Linked DNA regions of Scatophagus argus: region 2 is linked to region 1. A link is a contact called in public Hi-C data. All regions are on one chromosome and are shown on one strand. The core of a region is the stretch at or near the end of the contact, and the rest is flanking DNA. Distances in the headings are between cores, read along the strand shown.

Region 1 (6,309 bases), core at 2,313-4,812:
GCTTCTAGTTCAGATGAGCTGCCCTCATGACAAGCGCTCAGTTCATAACCTCTGTGACGAGGTCAGCGACTCAGGCTGGACTGACCTCTTCTGCTGTCAGGTCTGCTGTGACTGTGTTTTAAAGAGCTTCAGCGTCCTGCTCTCCTCTGAGGGGGTTTCTCGGCTTCTCAGGTGTTGTGGCGACACTCCCTCAGGTGTGTGTGGTTGGTGGTTTGACACCTGATACCTGACAACAAGCAAGCATTGTGTGTGTGTGTGTGTGTGTTCAATGGATGATTTCACGCAGGCTGAATAAAGTGAAACTATAATCAGCCCCACGTGACCTGAGAAGCGTCGCCAAGGCAACAGCACCACCTGCTGGCCTTCAGTGCAGTTTTCAGGCAGTACAACATTTCATGGTACTTCTGTTGCTACTTCATTCTTGTGGACCAAACTGCTGCTTACATGTTAATGCATCAGTTGCTGCAAATCCAATCGTCAAATGTAACTCTGAACTCTGACTTAGAGTTTACTGCTCATCTGTCTGTGCTTTTCTTTCATAAAAATCTGTCACAGAGTATTTTTTAACGTGTGATCTTGCCGCTTTCAGGTGAAACTGAGACTCAAGGCCAGCACAGTTTGTTAGGAGGTTCAAAATCAACCAAGCTGAAGGATGCACAACAAAATCACTTCCTGGACTATTAAAGAGAAGTGGAACCCTGATGTTAAAACCCTCAGCCGTCATGTGACTGTCATCTCTCCCATTTCCTGTCGTGCCACAGAGGTGCTCCTTCATCCTGACATTGAAGGCAGGTATTGGTGATGCATTAGCGGGCCACAGACAGGACGGCAGACACTTGAATAATCTAATTAGAAGTCCTATTGGATTAGACTGACTCAGAGGGGGGAGGAGAGACAAGACAAGACTCCTTGTTTGGAGTCTTTAGAGGGACATTCAAGAATAACCAAACACTTTCTCTCTCTGAACAGCAGTACGAAGAGTGAGGAGAGGAGGAAGGAAGGAAAGGTAGGCTAACATCACATCCATCAGAGAGATATTTTTTCTAATTAGATCTGTGGGAGAGGACATGTGAGGCTTTGGAGATGTCCAGACCAGACATTTTCAGCAGGAGGGAAAAAAGAAGCAGGAGGAAGACAAATGAAATTAGGACCAAAGATACCGCTAAACCCAGTACATATCAGGTCCATCAAGCCCACGTTATCAAGAATCTAAGGAAAACAAGTGCACAGTGGACACAATATCCTCTGAGTATGGAGATTTGTTACACTGAAAAAATAGAAAAAGTGCTTTTCAAATGTCAAACTGTTGTTCTACTCAGCAGTGTTGACAGGACAGATGGTCAGAGGGACAGAGTCTGTCCCACCCTGATCAAAACTGGGACAGAAGAACGGCAAGATTCTCTGCGTGAAGTTGCAGCCACTGAAGGTGAAGATATGACGAGCAGCATTCACATCATAGAAGGAGACCAGACCCTCATCGTAATCCACAAACACCCCCACCTTCTCAGGCTTCGACATCAGATATAACTCAACTGGAGTAACAGAAAGAGCGCGGTACTCTTTTTCCTTTGAACAACACAGAGTCCAGTAACCGTTTTCATCGTATATGGTTACTGTCTCCTTCCTGTTGACTGACTCTCTGGCGACTCCTACAATCCACCGAATCTTCCCTTTAACTTCAACTTCAAAGTAAAATTGTCTTGAAGAATCAAGCCGCATCCCTAAGACGCAGGGATCAACAGAAAACCTCTCTGGGTTATCTGGGAGATCCCTCCTTACAGGACCAAGACTCACTTGTTTCCCATCATGTGACAGGATGAGCAGGGGATGCGCAGTATCAGGATCAAGCCTCACATCCACGGCAAAACGCTGGAGTGCCTTAAGCTCAGCCATATCAGACAGCATTCTCTTCAACTCATTAATGGCTGCCCTCACTTCCTCTGCATACGAAGGACAGCAGACGCTGACATCTTTCCAGTCCCTGCTGGGTGGGGCAGCTTTCAGGGACAGGAGATCCTGGAGGAGCCTGATGTGGTCCTCAGAGAGTGAGAGCTGCTCCAGCTCTGCCCTCCTCTTCTCCAGTGCAGATGTCTCCTGTTCCAGCTCTGAGATGAGGACTTCAGCCAAGTTCTCGATCTCTTTGTGCTTTTTTTCAATCTCCTCAGTGACTTTGGCCTGGACTACCTCAGCAGTGTCCTTCAGCTTGGTGAAGATCCGAACACCATCTGCAATCTCTCTGTCTGCGTTTGCCCTGCTGACCACCACTGAATCTCTGATCCCTTGAATCTTCAGTCGTCTCTCCTGAATCATCTGCTGAAGTTCAGCCTTCTTTTGTCCTGCAAGAGGAACGACTTCATGTCCCTTGTGGTCTGAGACAGTGCAGAGCATACAGACACACGTCTGCTCGATCTTACAGAAGAGCTCCAGCAGTTGATTGTGCTCAGTACACATTGTGTCTTCCAGGTTCTCCACGGGTTCGATCAGCTGATGTCTTTTCAGAGGTGGAGCTGTCAGGTGAGGCTGCAGGTGAGTCTCGCAGTAGGAGGCCACACACACCAGACACGACTTCAGGGCCTTCAGTCTGGTTCCAGGGCAGACGTCACAGGGAACTTCTCCTGGTCTGGACACGTTCTGCTCTGAGCTGCTGGCAGCTTCATGTTGAGCTGACTGCCTGAAGCGAGCGACCATCTCAGAGATTAAAGTGTTGACCTGCAGCTCAGGTTTTGTGCTGAAAATCTTGTTACAGTTGGGGCACTGACACGGGACGTTCTTATTCCAGTGTTCAGCGATGCAGGTTTTACAGAAGTTGTGTCCACATGGTGTGCTGACGGGATCAGTGAACACATCCTGACAGATGGAGCACAGAAACTGATCTCCGGACAGCAGACAGCTGGCAGCAGACATGGCTACACAATGAGAACAAGAGCAACAAGAATGAAAAAGTAAAACTGTAATGGCAGAATTTTTCTGTATTTGTTTAAAAATGATATTAAATAATGACTTTTGTACATGAGTGAAATTGTAAAATTGAAAAAATTAGTTTATTTTAATATTGGTTTTTAAACACAATAATTCTTATATCTGCTGTACTCACCAAACATTTGGCCAAGTTTGTAGTGAAGAAAGATGCGATAAACTTTAAGTTTAAATCCTGCTGTTTAGAGAGAAACAGTCCCAGCGGCGGAGCTCCTCTCACTTCAGTTTCGTTGTAGCGTCAAAGCTCACCTGTCACTCCACTGTTGCTCCACCTCTTGTTGTTGTTGTTGACTTTTTGTTTTGTTAGTTTCAAGTGACTCATTTTTGGCACGAGGTAAATTTAGTACCAGGGCTGCAACCCAGAAAAAATGTTGGCACTGATAATACACTGAGCTACATCTTGAAACCGCCATGTGGTTTAGTGAAGGCTAAAATACGCTTTGGTTCAGGTGAGGAGAAGATGGTGGTTTTGGTCACATATTTGTTCAAACGTGTTTTTCTTCCAAACATGTTTATCTCTGTTGAAAGAACATTTTAACATGGGGCCTTATGACGATGACTCACTTTTGGAGCCAGCCTCAAGTGGACATTTGTGGAACTGCAGTTTAATCCTTGATGGCTTCATTTTCTACACCAATTCCTGCTGCTTTTCTGTCATTTTAATTTCTCTTTCACTGAGGTTTAGATTGAAACACATCTTCTGTGATTTTTCATAGGATGTATGCAGGGTGAAAATGAAAGTAATTATGCGAGTGGCCTGTTTTTGAGATGCAGAGGAATGTGAAGGAAACATCCTGAACAACTGGTTTCACCTGTTCACGAAGATGCACAGTCACAATCACATGTTTTCCATCTGCTGCGGTCTGTGGTGACTCACAGCTTCTCTCCACTGATTTTCAGCACATCTTCTGACTGTGACCTGAAGGTGATCTGATCTTTTGGTTAACTGCATTTCGATTTTCAGTATGTGACTTGTTGTTTGTATGAAGATCTTGGGGAACGCGACACGTTTTCGATCTGTTGCTGTTCTACACACGGAAACATGGCGTTTGGTGTTTGTATCACCTGCTCTTACAAACGAGCTAACGACACATCAAGACAGCAGAGGAAAAAAACTGAAGGGAACAGAAAACATTTTCATTAACCTCTTAACTTAATTTCCTCTTCAGTGCATCAGAGTCACTCCGGGGTCCACTCAACATCAGCCACAACTGAGCCACACACACGCGCGCACACACACACACACACACACACACATACTCAGACCAGTACTCAGCATGCAGATGACATGAACTACCACTCACTTACTCACTCTCAGCTGGTCAGCTCCTAATGAGCACAGCCAAGTGAAAATCTAACACACACACACACACACACACACACACACACACACACCACCTGCAAATAATCATAGCGAGCCACATTAATAATGTATGAGGAGGAAAAAGCCCTCTCTCTCCCAGTAGAGAAAGGATTATTAGTGTTTTTAATTAATTGCTCTTTCTGCAGCCTGAGGAGGAGCTTCAGTTCTTCTGATCAACGTGGTGCATCTCAAAGTCAGCGAAGGCTCCCCAAATGGCTGAATCTGAATGATGCTACCTCACAGAGCACATTTCTTCTTCTACTTCCTCCACTTTTCATTGGCCAACTGCAAGTCTACACTGCTTTGTCAAGCTTCTTAAAAATGGAGAATGAGAGTGAAGGGACGGCTTTGCAGGTGTGTTCACATGCCAGGAAGTGCAGCCTGGCCTCTGCAGGAGCTGACGTGGAAGGACCCGTCCTGCCAAGGTAGCATCCTGGACTCTGACAAGCACCTGTAAACTGAGAGAGGAAGATGAGGAAGAGAAGGAGGCCATGGGATGGTCGAGGAGAGAAGGAAAGGAATCAGGGTGAAAAGAAATGAAGTGGAAGGTGCTGAAAAATAAAATCGAGGGATAAAGAGAAGAATAAGATGACAAGCATAGAGATGAGAAAGAGAGAAGCGATGGAAGAGGGAGAGGTAAAGTGAAAGAGGAGGAAAAAAGAAAGGGGGAAGCTTACACGAAGAGAAAAATTTGGAGAGGAAGAAAACAGAAAGAAAAAGACAAACAGGAGCTGAAAAGGAAAAGAGTGACGAGTGGGCGACAGGATGGACAAACAGACAAACAGAGAGCTGGAGTGATTAGATTAAACTGAGATTAATCTGTTAGAAAGTCAGTGAGAGAAAAAACACAGTTTATGTCAACTCAGGATGCAGTTTGTATTTCCACCACTGGGTGGCGCTGACTGATCATCCCTGATCTTTTTAACATGGGATCATCCAGGTCTCCTGCTCACAAAGCAGCACATGTGACTTTATGCATTAAGGACTGGATATCATTCCCAGGACAAACCTTAAGACTCTTTTATGCTGTCACACGTACACAGTGACAGTGACTGCTTGTGGTTTTACTGCAGGGCCTGTCCAAGCCTCTTCAGGGCCCTTAGCAGGGTGGGAAAACCAAAATCTACTCAAGTCCAGGAGCAACTGACTGAGGAAGAAACTTCAAAACCAAACAAAGTAAGGACAGATGACAGCTAGTATTACTACAACTCAGACTACTGTCACAGTAATAAAACTGCAGCCGGTTCAACCATGACAGAGAACTCTGGAGCCCCACAGCCTTCAGTCACACCCGAACTAACCATAACTTTCCCGTTAAGTAAATCTCATTGTAGCTGACTCACCTTACTGCTCCACCTCCTCCACCTTCACCGTCAGCAGCAGTTTCCAGGACCACACCCGCTTCAAGGAGCGCATCAAGTCCGTCCTCCAGCACCATCACTTCCACATCAGATAACAATCATCAATAATTTATTCAAACTGTCCACTTTGATAAAACTTTGATAAACTTTGACAAACTGTTTGTATTCAGTTTGCCTGAATGTGGAGCCACAAACTGATTTTTTTCACATTGTGTTGTTTTACTGAAATCTAAAAACATAAATGTACCCCACAGAGTGATCTGCTGCTAATTATGAGACCGCTGTGCCATCATTAAAAAATAAAAACATAAATGCTGTGAGGTTTCTGTCTACTATCTCCATGGCAACAAAACACTGATGTTTGGACAGGGCTGAGCCGACGTTATCTTTAAATAACATCAGCGTAGAGTCGACTCCTGGCCTGTCGGAAGCCACTCAGCGGCTTCTCCTTGATGACATAAGTGAGTATTTCCTCATCTGCTGTCGTCTCAGAGAGGAGGATTTGATTCTCTGATTCGCTCTCTGGGATACAAACCTTAATGCAGCCTTTCACTCTTCCTCCTCCTCCTCCTCCTCCTTTGACAGCGTAACACCTCACTCTCATGTTCC
Region 2 (6,309 bases), core at 1,380-3,879, 130 kb after region 1:
GACGGCCTTCGTCCCGTGTGCATCCAGTCCCTCTTCATCCTCTGCACCAGTCGCATCGCCGTCATGGAGACGTCGTGGTTCTTCTCCCCAAACTCCAGGAGCTGTGCGAAGCGGGGAATGTAGAGGCACGGGTCTGGTGGAGACAAGAGCATTTTAGAGACCTTCATGTTGGGTGGAGAGCTGGGTGGTTCAAACAGATGTGGACGGAGTTACTGAAGAAGATTTTAAAAGATTTCTTAACACCAAGAGTTGTGGCGATCATAAGCAGTCGCTGGCAATGTCACTCTTTGTGTCTTTATTATTTGTTTCTTTCTTCACTGTAGTAAGCTGTACTAAACATGTAATATGAAAACAAGCCAACACTGTGAGCTTTTACACAATTATAGATCCAAACATGAATAGTCAGAGTATTTATTGTTATCAAAATACCCAATTTCAAGGACAGTGCAAATTCCTCCTCATCTCAGAGGCCATCAAGTGACTATTAACACTAAATACCGCATTATATTGATCTCCCACCAGTTTGTTTTGATGTTCAAACTCTGAGTGTGTACAAAACTGCACAGTTTACTATCCTGTAACGACCACATTCAGCTTTTGCCACGTGTGTGATCGTGTGGAGGACAATTGATGGAAAAAGGCAGAATAAGAGTCCGTCATGGCGCAGTTTCAGGGGGCTGACCTCAGATCTGTTCGGCTCCCTCACCCTGCAGCCAAAACCCTGTCAGGTCGGCACTTTTGGTTCGGTTAAACAGCCTGCTTGTGCGTCCATGTGATTCTTGTTTGCTTGGCCTGGCTCGCCTGCATCTCAGCAGTAAATAAAGCAAAGCTGCTGCCAAGTAATTTATTCCACTCTGGTTCAGACCAAAGAAAATGCAGTTTGTCACGTTTTGGATTCCTACAGATTTAAACTCACTGGGAGCTGTGAGCGTCCCAGTAAAACCAGTCTCCTACCGCTGGCTGCTAATTAGCTCCACTGGAGAGCTTGAGGATTAGCATTTAGCTCGAGTGCGCCTCGAAGCCGCCTGTTTCTAATTCGGTGTCTCCGTCCAGATTTTTGCAGCTGGCAAAAGACTTTCGAATGGGCAACCTTCCAGTCACGAGTTCACTTCTGAAACCTTTTTTGCTGCTCAAATGTCTCTGAGAAACTTGTAGCATATGATAAACTTTATGGATTCAGCTGGAGAGGAGAAAACCATCAGAAACACCTGCTTTTGCCATGAAACAGCCTGGCAGGTGGCCAGTTTGCCTTTAGATGTGTTTTTATTATTATTTTAAGATGATTTTACCTTGCTAAGAAATCTAATTTAACACTAACACTAGGAGGAATCCTCTTTCCTCTGTAGCAGCGAGACAATGAGGAGGGTTTCATGGCCCGGCAGTGACAGTGGAGTCGAATATCTTTGAAGTCAGCGGCTGTTTAAAGAGCAGTCCAGTGGAAAGCTGGTAGAGCCAGCTGGTAATAAGATCCAGGGCCCCCTCCCCTCCCCCCTCCGCGCCATGTAATGATATGTCTGCAGAGCTCGCCATCACTGCTCCAACTTTTACTGTCTGTAAACGCAGGCGAGATCTTCTTAGGGAGAAAAAAAAGGAGGGTGTTTAAGGGGCGGAGGAAAATCCACCTCAAATCCTCTTTCACTGTTGAGTAGAATCAATCTGTGATGCTCAAACAGCCCACGAGTCACTCTGTGATGGAGAGCTGCAGTGTTCTTCCCTCCTCCACCTGCTCGCCGCCTTCTACGTCTGCGCCCCCCTGAGACCCTACATTCCCCAAAATTACTTCAACCCCCCCCCTCATATCGTAATATCGCTTTGGTTTGTTATCCAGCATTAAATCACAAAATTCATCAGTGACGGCTACACGTGATCACAATAGTCAGAATTACTGTTTTTAAGTGATGAGTCGATTGAATTTAATGATCATTTTGGAGGCTCTTCATGCGCATGTTTCTGTCTGCTTGTCTTTGTTTAGTGTGTGATGGTGGTATATTATGTATACACCTAATGCACACTTACCTGTAACTTGTGACGCTGCAGCTACATGCCACTTCTCACGTGTTTATGTAACACAGCCTCACTGTTGTTGTTGTGTGGTTTGGATGTTAGACTTCTGTTTAATGATTACTTTATACTTGCAGCTTTATTGATATTTTCATTCTTATTTTAACCTTAGTTCATCTTACTTTTAACTTCATGAGCATTTTAATTCATAAATCAGTGCTTCTTTCTCTCCTTCTTGGGGACTGAAATAGGTCGTTATAATCTTTATATTCTCTTTAAATATGAGCATTTTGATGATATAGCACATAAGGGCAGTATTGGGGTGTGGAATAAAGCCCTGATGAAGGACTCCTCTCTCTCTTCCCTGTTAATTACACACTTCAAACTGGAACTGAAATCTTTGAGTTCCCCGCTTTGTGTTTGGGGCTTTTTTCGCCTCATTACTGTGCCGGGTTGGAGGGTCATATTCAACCGACCTTCTTTTTAATTTTATTTTTATCCCACCGCCGGGTCTAATCAGCGGGACGGGGGCGGAGCCTGCAGCCCGGTGACGCACTCTGCGGAGCTGCTGGGGGAGGGGCTTCTGCCCTCCTGGCGTCACCGCGGCTCGACAATCTGATTGGTCCTCAGCGAGCCCTGGGCGTCCGAGGAGATCACGACGAGAGGAGGAAAAAAAGCAGGAAAAAAAGGAGCAGACCTTAAAAACTCCCGACAAATGACTGTTTACCTCGGATGTGAGCGGCCGCAGCGGAACAGCGTAGCTGGCTTCGTCTCGGTCGACAGTCGGTTGAGGGAAAGCGAGAGAAAAATCTGAGAGGATTAACGCACAGGCGGCGTAGAAAATAAACAGGAAGGACTTGAATACCAGCTGCGACTATCCGGATTATCCACTCGCTAAAAAAGGGAAAACAAGCGACGCTTCGCGAACGTTTCTCCGCCCGGAGAGGATGAGGTGACCGCCAGGAAACGGAGCGAAAGTGTCGGCGGTCGAAGTTGGAAGCGAGCGGGAAGGGAAACGGACTCCACCGGGCCTGGACGGATATTTAGATGTTGTCGTGTAAACTTCGCTGCCGATGCCGTTTTAAAGCGGCGCTGTAGGAGCCCGGGTTCACGCAGCAGAGGCTGATTTCTCCCCCCCACGTACACTTCAATCCAGAGCCCGCTAGTGATTCGCTTCACCGGATATTAACACGAAGAAGATCGGGATTGTTTGTGCCGATGCCAACGGCAGACTGCAGGTTGCTCCATCATGGCCGGATCATGAGGTGTCTGACTTATCTGCTCCTACTTCCAGAAACACTGAAAAAGTCCAAGAAGGTCGGCAAGCTCCCGGGCAGGCTGCCGGTATGTTATGAGATCCTCACCCTGTCCCTGACGAGCAAGAAGAAGCAGCAGAAGCAGAAGATGGCTGCGGAGTTGTACCCCGCCGCCAACACCAACAACACCAACCTGTCCAACGGCACCACGGTGGCGGACGCCGAGAAGACCAAGCAGGTGCAGGTGAGCCAGGCGAGCAGCAGCAGCAGCGCGGCGACCACCCCGACCACCCAGCAAAACATCAACAACAACAACGTAGATCCACCCAGCTGGCAGTGCAGCCACCCCACACTGAGAGAGAGGTAACCGCACAACACCCCCGGCCGAATGATCCGCCACCGGACGGCATTTCAGGAGCATGTTCCAGAAAAGTGGCTGCGGCTCATATGAATGACCGTAAATAACGTTAAGGGCATTAAGAAGTGTCGGCGGCCACTCACACGTACTGCATTAACATCATAGTAATGGAAAGTAAGCACCTTAAGTGCAGCAGACCTACTTAGATACCAGACTCTTCATAAGAGCACGCATTTCAGGCTGTGTGCTCCACGTATAGAGCTGCAACGACACGTCCATTCAGTCAGTATTAATGTGCAATAATTCGGATAATTGATTAAAGCAAAAAAAAAAGTTCAACAGCCACTCGTTTCGGCTACTCGATTGTGAATAATTTCTTTGCCTTTAAGGAAAAGTAAACTGCACAAAACATTTGACTGGAAACTTCCTCACGAATCAGCAGACGTTTAATCTAGAAACTAAGCAGCAGTTGCAGGCCTTCCACTGCTGCTGCTACATCCTGCCCAAACCTGTGAAAATAACCAGTGTCTCCAGGCAAAAGGCGTGTGGGAGGACTTGTGTTATACAATACTGGACTGAGGCTTACTGCTGAAACGTGCTTTGCTTTCAGGAATGCCTTGATGTTTAACAATGAGCTGATGGCTGATGTCCACTTCATCGTTGGTCCCGCGGGGGGATCGCAGAGGGTTCCAGCACACAAGGTAAAGACATTTTCACCTCCTTGGAAAAGACCATTCATTACTTCTTTCTGTGAGAGGCTCCGAGGGCAAAACGGAGGCATGTTTGCGTTTGTCTGTTACATTCAAATGCCACTCGGAGGAGTCCGTCTCTGCAGCACCGCTGAAAAGAACTCCTCCTGCTCTTTTATTGAACTTAGCACAGAAGAGTGATTTGGTTGCATGTGTTCTCTGACGCATCTGTCTGCTCCTCCCTCCCTCCCTCCCTCCCTCCCTCCCAGTATGTGCTGGCCGTGGGAAGCTCGGTCTTCTGTGCCATGTTTTACGGCGATCTGGCAGAGGAGGAGTCTGAGATCCATATCCCAGATGTGGAACCTGCTGCTTTTCTAATTCTGCTGAAGTAAGCCACTCACCATCCCTCACACAGCCAACCAGAAGGAGAGATGACAAGCGCAGTCAGTGTCACTTCAAAGCATATTATTACTCATCCAAAGCTTAGCAGAGGCGAATGCCAAAATGCTGGGAGCGCCGGAGAGCAGTGGCAGCAGCACAGTGCTCTGTAATTGCTGGTTTTCTCAGTGCTCTTTGTCCAACTAGAAACATTTTTTTTTTCCTTTTTCCTCATCCACAGCCTGACAATTTTCTTAGAGGGGGATATATGCAGACCAGCAGTTATAAATAACCTGCCTTTGTTGCTCAGTCAGTGGCTTGGGCTAAGCCAGCTCCATAGACTGTTGAGTGTAAAGCTTTTTGTGAAAAGGGAAGGCTTTGTGTTAAGTCTGCATACAATCCTCTTTGGGAAGAAAAAATAAATATTATTTTTGTACATTTTGCTTCTTTTTGGACATTTTGTGCAGTTGACATCAGGCCAAAAACAAGAAACCGTATAGTTAGGAGTAGCTGTTCTGTCTAAGTCAGATAACGTCCTGCACAGGTACGTGTGATTAAAAGGTTTCCGTCCTTCTCCAGGTACATGTACAGCGATGAGATCGACCTGGAAGCAGACACGGTGCTGGCCACCCTGTACGCTGCCAAGAAGTACATCGTTCCTGCACTGGCCAAGGCCTGCGTCACCTTCCTGGAAACGAGCCTGGAGGCTAAGAACGCCTGCGTGCTGCTGTCGCAGAGCCGCCTGTTCGAGGAGCCCGAGCTGACGCAGCGCTGCTGGGAGGTGATCGACGCTCAGGCCGAGCTCTCGCTGGGCTCCGAGGGCTTCTGTGAGATCGATCTGCAGACGCTGGAGATCATCCTGCGGAGGGAGACGCTCAACACCAGGGAAGTGGTGGTGTTTGAGGCCGTGATGAACTGGGCCACGGCGGAGTGCAAGAGACAAGGTTTGGGGCCCACAACCCGTAACAAAAGAAATGTCCTTGGCAAGGCGCTGTTCTTAGTGCGCATCCCCACCATGAGCCTGGAGGAGTTTGCCAACGGGGCGGCGCAATGTGATATCTTGACACTGGAGGAGACGCACAATGTGTTCCTGTGGTACACTGCAGCTAAAAAGCCCAAACTGGACTTCCCTCTGACTGCGAGGAAGGGTCTGGTGCCCCAGAGGTGCCACCGCTTCCAGTCCTCGGCCTACCGGAGCAATCAGTGGCGCTACCGCGGCCGGTGCGACAGCATTCAGTTCGCAGTGGACAAGAGGATCTTTATCGCTGGTCTGGGGCTGTACGGGTCGAGCGGCGGCAAAGCCGAATACAGCGTCAAAATTGAACTGAAGAGACAAGGAGTGACCCTGGCGCAGAACCTGACAAAGTTTGTGTCGGACGGGTCGAGCAGTACGTTTCAGGTGTGGTTCGAGCATCCCGTTCAGGTGGAGCAGGACGCGTTCTACACTGTGAGCGCCGTGCTGGACGGGAATGAGCTGAGCTATTTTGGCCAGGAGGGCATGACGGAGGTGCAGTGTGGGAAGGTGACATTTCAGTTCCAGTGCTCCTCCGACAGCACCAACGGGACCGGGGTACAGGGAGGACAGATCCCCGAGCTTGTGTTCTATGCATAAGCTGCTCTGGACTGC

What was found. A called contact is a pair of places that touch in the nucleus more often than the background predicts.
Region 2: a contact with region 1 is called in a Hi-C map of muscle, with 2.6 times the contacts expected there. The contact joins the promoter of btbd6b here to the promoter of LOC124072460 in region 1. A contact is called at or near these places in 2 of 2 Hi-C or Micro-C datasets (both in muscle).

Annotation. Positions count from the first base shown.
Region 1 is chr15:1,928,865-1,935,173 of fScaArg1.pri, forward strand. It overlaps LOC124072460 (E3 ubiquitin-protein ligase TRIM41-like), which reads right to left and starts at 3,563. Exons shown (of 2, transcript XM_046413911.1): 1 at 3,095-3,563; 2 at 1-2,906. The coding sequence starts at 3,101. The coding sequence ends at 1,312.
Region 2 is chr15:2,060,052-2,066,360 of fScaArg1.pri, forward strand. It overlaps btbd6b (BTB/POZ domain-containing protein 6-B), which reads left to right and starts at 2,630. Exons shown (of 4, transcript XM_046411904.1): 1 at 2,630-3,620; 2 at 4,226-4,316; 3 at 4,574-4,692; 4 at 5,262-6,309. The coding sequence starts at 3,220. The coding sequence ends at 6,294. LOC124071417 (transcription factor IIIB 90 kDa subunit-like) reads right to left here. Exons shown (of 19, transcript XM_046411903.1): 7 at 1-133.